2 separate regions of the Rattus norvegicus genome follow, and region 1 is linked to region 2. Evidence: chromatin contacts called from public Hi-C data. All regions are on one chromosome and are shown on one strand. The core of a region is the stretch at or near the end of the contact, and the rest is flanking DNA. Distances in the headings are between cores, read along the strand shown. Region 1 overlaps Ncoa3 (nuclear receptor coactivator 3). Region 2 overlaps Zmynd8 (zinc finger, MYND-type containing 8).

Region 1 (3,260 bases), core at 465-2,964, 220 kb before region 2:
TCGAAGTGAGCACCTGGTGAGCACCGTGACTTGAACAGGGTGGATGAACAGGGTGAGAGGTATCAGCACCACGAGATGGGCAGGCAACCCTGAAGACCACTAAGGTGGGGAATTAAGAGCTCTTGAGGCTCCCAGAGACTGAGCCACCAACCAGGGAGCATGAATGGGCTGGACCTAGGACCCCAGCACATGTGTGGCACATGAGTAGCTTAGTCTTCAGCGGGTCCCCCAACAACAGTGGGCTGTCCCTGACTGTGTTGTCTGCCTGTGGATCCTGTTTCTCTAACTGGGCTGCCTTGTCTGGCATCAGTGGGAAAGCATGTGCCTAGCCCTACAGTGAGTTGTGCCAAGGTGGGTTGATAGGGTTGGGGGGCTCCCCCTTATCAGGAGAAGGGAAAAGTGGGTAGGAGGACTATGTGAGGGAGGACTGAGAGGAGAAAGGGGATGCAATTTGAGATATAAAGTGAATAAATAAAAAATTAATTAATTAATTGGGGGGAAGATGTAAAATTAAGACAAATTCAAAACTGTTTATCTCTGCCAAAAATAACTAATGAAATCAGGCAGTTTCTGCAAATATTGCCTAGATTTACAATCAGAATGCCTGTTAGTCCTTCACACTGAAAAGCAGAGGAGACTAGCACAGTCACATGCATCTGCAATCCAAAAACTGGAAAGGCCAAGGCAGAAGACAGTTAGTCCAACACCAGCCTGGGCTATGTAGACAAATCCTCTCTCGAAAATAAATTATGAGTTGGAGACACAGATCACTGTGAGGGCTTGCCAACATGTACAAAAACCTAGGTTCAATCTTGGACCCCCTACCCCCAAAAAAAGGCAGACAAGATTAACACAGTTTAAAGGAAGTTTTTATTTATTCGTATGTATGTGTGCACGAGTGCGTGCCTGTGCGTGTGCCCGTGCACACCATGACAGAAATGCTGAGGTCAGAGAAGAACTTCCAGATATTTGCTCTCTCCTCTACCGCGGGGCCTCAGCCGGGCAGCTCATCAGGCTTGGCAGTAAGTTTCTTTACCCACTAAGCCAACTCCAATAATACTTACATCATGCTGGGCATCTAAAAGACAGGATGCGTAAAGGAGACACATGAAATGTTACTAAAAGTAAAAGTTCTTAGCTCAGCACATCCAGGAAAGGATGCCAGGCATTTTGTTCAAAAACAGACTAAATGTAGCTTCAAAGGGGGACAAGAAAAAAAAATTTTTTTAAATGCTGGGTGTGGTGGCATAAGCCTTTAATTCCATCATCAGGCCAACCAGCTACAGGGTGGGACGCTACCTCAAAAGAGTACTGAGTTGCAGAGGCACACTAGTCTGCATCTGAGCAACCAAGGAAAAAGCAAGCACAGAATCCTGGTGGCCCTGTGGTCTATGAACTGGCCTCACCTCTTTGGCTCAGCTTAAGTTAGTGAGGACCTAGTTACAGAAAAGCAGCGGGCTTGTCAGCAAGCTACTTGCAGCTGCCTGCTCTACAGCTCCTCCCTCTCCCTCCTTCTCCCCTCTCCCCGTCTGCCTCACCCACTCTCTCCCTCTCTGAAAAGCAGGGTAGAGCCCTGCAGGATCACAGAAAATAAATACAGGCAAAGGGGGTGGGAATGGGGGTGGGAGGTAAGCAGGCTCCACCCGCAGAAGGCTTTCCACAGGAACTGCTACAGGGTCAAAAGTTTACAGTGGTTTCAATTTCACCTTTTAGCAGCCAATCAGCAAACAGAGACTGCGCTGACCCTCGGGCTGCGGGAGCGTTAACTCCCTGGCTACCAGGACTGCTGCTGCAGTTCTTCCCGGGCTTCTCTTAAGAAGGAAAGGTTAAAAAAGGCAGCGGACACCCTAAGTTCAGGTGACTAATTCACTTTAAACTGCTGTTTGAGCAGAAAAATGATTTGATAAGTATCCATTTTCTCCTTCAAGTCAGGGTCTCTTTATCTTAGAGCATCGACCAAACCAACCGATAGACATAAAGACAAAGAGCAAACAAGGGCAGGTTAAGAAAAGATTTTCCTCCACGAGGCTTCAAATCTCCCAACTACCCACAAATGATATGACATGATGCCCGTTTAGCTCCCTGTAAATGCTTTAAGAAGAAATGAAGCCCGTCAATTACAGTATTTAGGCTCTGGCTCCCTCGGGTCACTGATACAACTGCAGTACGCCATCCTCACAAGAGGAGTCTACAGAAACACAGCGAGAGCATCTAAGGGGCCATTTGTTTCCCTGTGTTCTCTCTAACCCTCCAGGACCCAGCACAGCCCTCCGTGCATGCGTGGAACAAACTCAAAAGCAAAGTCTTTCTTCTGCAGAGCTGTCCTCCTGATCACTTTTTATATAAACTTCCTACAGATGCAAAAGAAAAAAATCGATACACTAATCCATTCACTACTCCACTCAGCAGTCTGTACTAACAGTGAGCAGGACTGAAGAGGGCAGGGCAGGAGAAACCACACTGCCTCCCTTCCCCGCCCCACACTTCCCTCCTCCCTCTTCCTCCCCAGGGCAATAAGGAAGCAGGACACCGAAGCCCAAGAGCTTGAAGCCAGCATGGTGATTTGGGGTCGTTTCAGTTTTGGTTTTTATCTGTTTTTTTTGCATAGTTTTTTTTTAAGGGGTGGTCATGGGAGGGAGTTTAAGACAACCTCTCTCTATAGCCCCAAATGGCAGAAAAACAGCAGCAATCCACCTAACCCAACCTCAAAGTCCTGGAATTACAGGTGTGAGCCGCCATTCCTTGAAGCACACCAAGACAAAGAGGAGACAGCTGTACAAACTCTCCTATCCGATGATTTACTAAATCCTAATGTATAGATAAGCCAACTTACATACCAACTGGTTGAATTTTAGCAGTTTTACAAGTTTAGATTGGAGATCTATATGGGTACCACCACCAGCTACTAAAACGATCGCATATAGGATAGTGGGCTCTATCCAGATTATCAAACACCAGATATTTCTGAAATGCAATCTGAAACCAAAACATAATGCCTCACTTGCTACACAGTGACCAGAGGCCCAGAGAACAGTATTCTGTCTTCATTACACAGAATCTCTACAGTGCAACTTGATATACATGTTCCAGACCAGGAAATAAAGTCAATGATATTCTAATTTCAAGTTGAAAGAAATGATACAAATAATTGTCTACTAATAACTTCCGAACCCACACGATATAAACTTATGATTGTAAGTCTAATTTTAAAATACAACTAGTTTGTTCTTTTTAACATGGCTTACAGAAGCCGGTGCGCC
Region 2 (3,658 bases), core at 790-3,289:
AGCCTCACTGTAGCCCGATGGGGGTAGGGGCTTTTGTTGGCCTCGTCAGGCTGTGTCCCTCTTCCCAGGGGAGCCACAGACAGAGGCACCTAACTCCCAGATGATCAGTAGGGGCTTGGATTTGAACCAAAAGTGTCCACCTTTGAGTCCAGGTCTCTCTAGTCTTGAGCCTTTTCCTGTAGCTAAAATCACAGGAATGAAGGGTTCGCTCAGGGATTGAGCGTGGATCCGGCACTTAGGCACTTACTGAGATGCAGGTTTGCTCCCCAGGCTTCCCATCTCTCTGGTTCTGAGGGAGCCAAACCTTATGGGCTGAGTGGGTGCCTGTGCTCACCACCACCCCACCCTACCCCCATAGATAATGCAGAACCAGAGTCATACCTACCCAGCCCACTGCAGCAGCTTTCTTCTTCAGACTGGGTCTGCCAGCAGGGCTGGCTGGCAACCTGCCATGTAGCTGAGGATCGCCTTGAACTGATCTTCCTGGACCAGCTACTGGGATTTCAGAACTGCACCACAGCAAGCCTCCATTTTTAGTCTCTGCTGGTGCCTTGCTTCCTGCCCTCTTGTGCCATTTGTGACTTCCTGTCAGGACCAGATCTCTACAACATCTCCTCACTTCAGGCCAATTGGCCAGGTGCTGTCTTGTCAGGGCTCAGAAGCGATGCTGGGTGGTCTCGAAAAATATGTAACTGTGTGTGAGGGTTAATGTCAAGATCGGGTGGGTCCTTAAGAAGCCCTTAGCCCCGCTAAGTGCTTTTGGTCTTTGTTCTCCTTGTTTGGCCAGTTGTTTTAAGTTAGATTTGAACACCTCAGGCGTGGGAACATGGTCTGTCCTTGGAGGAGTCTGACCCTCACTGAGAAAGAAGATAATTTGGCAATACCAATTCTCCCTCCACCTGATGTCCAGTTTGTTTCTCTGTACCCTGAGAAACTTGAGCCAGCGTCTGGACCTCCCCAGGGCTGGTCAGAGGCAGATGGGGCAGGCTGTGTGAACAGCTCCCTCAAACTCTCACCGATGGCTGCCACACATGCCAGCCTGCCTCCCACCTGTGCACACAGCATGAGGAGTTTGCTCATGCGTTAAACCTGTGAATGGGCTAAGGCAATTTCAGTGGCAGCTTAGCCTTTCAACTTAGAGTCCCCAGCCCAGTAGCCCATGCTAGGTGAAAGCCCTTTGTTGGCAGTTCATGGCCACCCATCTTACCAGTCCTGGGTCCTCTCCAGGATGCAGAACAGTGCTTGTGGAATGAAACACCTTGTCCCTTCTCTCCCGTTCTCAACCCTGAACCTGGTGTGGCTTTATTGGTTTGCTAATGTGTAAAACCAGCTTCTAACCGTGATACACTTTTCCAGCGTCTCCAGCCTCCACCAAGACGGGGCAAGCAGGGAGCTTGTCCGGCAGCCCGAAGCCCTTCTCTCCACAAGCGCCAACGCCCATCATGACGAAACCTGACAAGACCTCCACCGCCACCACCGGGAGCATCCTGAACTTGAACCTGGGTCAGTGGCGTTTACATAAGTGTGTGTGTTTGGCAGTGGTGCCCACCTCTGCCCTTTGTCCTTTCCTCAGTGGCTCTTAGACACTGAGCTCCTCTATTCTGTCTGCAGAAAATGTAAAAGCTTTAGTGGATAGAGGGGTTAGGGGAGATAAGGAGGAACAGGAGGGGTTTCTTGGGCAGCTGGTTGGCTCACAAAGGTGTTTTACCACAAACCATTTTGGGCCAGTCTTTACAAGTAATTCTCGTAAACCAGTTTTGCCCTGTGTAAATATATGTGACTGAAGCAAGTTTTATGAGTCTTACTGTTTTGGGGTGGGTTTTCTGATAGTTTCCATTCTCTTATGAGTATGGGTGTTCTGCATGAGTGTCTGTGTGCCACATGCGTGTCTATTGCCTGTGGCAGGCAGAAGGGATCATGTCCTTTCTATCTGGAGTTGCAGATGGCTGTGATCTGCCATGGCAGTGCTGGGACTTAGTTCTGGGCCTCTGTAAGTACAGCCAGTGTTCTTAGCCTCTGAGTCAGCTCTGTAGCCGTTCCTCATTTTTTAAAATGTGACATTTTCATCTGGATTGAGCTTGCCTTGCGGCTCAGACCCTGGATCTCATGATCCTGTCTTTACCTTTCAAGTGTTGTGGTTATTGTCATGTGCCACCAGGCCTGGCTCCACTTGGTGTGGTGTGTCCGTCTGTCTGAGAGAGACAAGGTCTATCCATGGAGTGCTTGCAGTTAAATTCCATGCAGCCTAGGGTGGCCTGCATCCCAGGGAGCAAGGGGCAGGTTACAGTTCTGAGTAATTGAATGCTGCCACCTTGTGGTTAAAGCCCAGAGATGTAGCTTATCATGACCTCATCAGAGACCCACCCAGCCCCAGTGGATCCGGAGGTTGACAGCTGGGCTTAGAGTGTCCAGATGGAGCAAAGTCCCTGGGCCACTGGAATAGGCAGAGATCAGTAAAGGGAAGAGGAGGGGTAGGAGGCCAGAGAGAAGCCACCGGCAAAGGAAGCAACTCCAGGGGTTTCCAGATACCGTGGGCTAGAACATTCCTTGGTGGGGAAAGAGGCGTATGGTGTCCCATGACAATGAATTCACAGCGCCATCCAAGCTATGTCACTGGTTCCTAGGGTGACAGGACCAATGGCCCCCAAGTGTAGTCCAGTTTACTCCCTTGCCTTTTATCTATAGCCTGGCTTGAGTTGGACATTCAAGGTCCTTGCTAAGACTCCATCCAGGGGCACCAGCTGGTTCCTCACTTGATTCAGAAGGGGGACCAGCTTGCTGCCTCGGGGACATTCGTTATTCTAGAAATGTGGTTTCTTTTCTCGGGGCCTCCTCCCACCTTCACACTCTGAACAGAAGCACTGTGGAACAGAGGCGTTCTCATGGTGACATTGCCTCTCTGCCAATCACCTGGCAAGAATAGCTCCTTCTGAAAACCAGGAGCCCACTGGGCATCCTTGTGATACCCCTGGGTTTTCTAAGCATGGCTTGAGGTGTGGGTGAGGTGTGGTGGCTCTAAGGAATCCATGAATTTTGTCCTGTCTCCCCTCCAATAATTCTAGGGTTCATATCTCATCTCAGTCAGTGGGGGTGACAACATTGGATACATGGGTGGGTTCCTGGGATGGGATTTTAGTCTCACATTCAGGGGCTCTGCTAGGGACCCTGAAGAATGCTGTACGTGGTGGAAAAGGTTGAAGGGTAGAGGGGAGGGCAGTGATTTTATATCCGCCCATGTGACATGATCTAGAGTGCTGGCCACTGATGGTGAGAAGTCACTGTCCAGCTAAACAGGGAACTGTTTAAGACAGCACAGGAAGAAAGCCACATTGGAGACATACATGTGAGGCAAACCAGGGATTGTCTGGGTTAGAATAGAGGGTTCAACTATAGATTTGGGGTGGCTTATTTAATCCCCTCCCACCATGTAGCCTTGAACTCGAGATCTGCTTGTCCCTGTCTCTTGAATGCTGGGATTAAAGCCCCTCTCTCCCTCTTTCTTGCACACACGCACATATGCAAGCAAACATTTTTGCGTGAGTATGCGGAGGCCAAAGGGCAGCCTGAGGTATTGTTCTGTCCTTCCAGGGCCCAGGTCCAGACCAGGGTTGGTAGGTCTGGTGGTGAGATGCCTTGCATGGCTGACCCCCCTCGCTGG

Evidence for each region. Hi-C and Micro-C count contacts between places; a contact is called where the count stands out from the background.
Region 1: a contact with region 2 is called in a Hi-C map of psoas muscle, with 3 times the contacts expected there. The contact joins two enhancer-like sites. A contact is called at or near these places in 7 of 12 Hi-C or Micro-C datasets (the A7r5 cell line, the Rat2 cell line, kidney and 3 more) and 1 of 1 datasets of contacts at active chromatin or transcription factors (oligodendrocytes).

The regions. Positions count from the first base shown.
Region 1 is chr3:175,195,580-175,198,839 of GRCr8, reverse strand. The region is part of intron 1 of Ncoa3 (nuclear receptor coactivator 3); the gene reads right to left. Among named protein-coding and RNA genes, the nearest start is that of Ncoa3, 39 kb to the right of the region's middle. Within about 2 kb of position 1,714, at least 81 of the 93 cell types and tissues checked have an H3K27ac peak or open chromatin away from gene starts, as enhancers often do.
Region 2 is chr3:174,979,277-174,982,934 of GRCr8, reverse strand. Zmynd8 (zinc finger, MYND-type containing 8) reads left to right here. Exons shown (of 22, transcript NM_001100838.1): 12 at 1,357-1,503. Among named protein-coding and RNA genes, the nearest start is that of Zmynd8, 65 kb to the left of the region's middle. Within about 2 kb of position 2,039, at least 24 of the 93 cell types and tissues checked have an H3K27ac peak or open chromatin away from gene starts, as enhancers often do.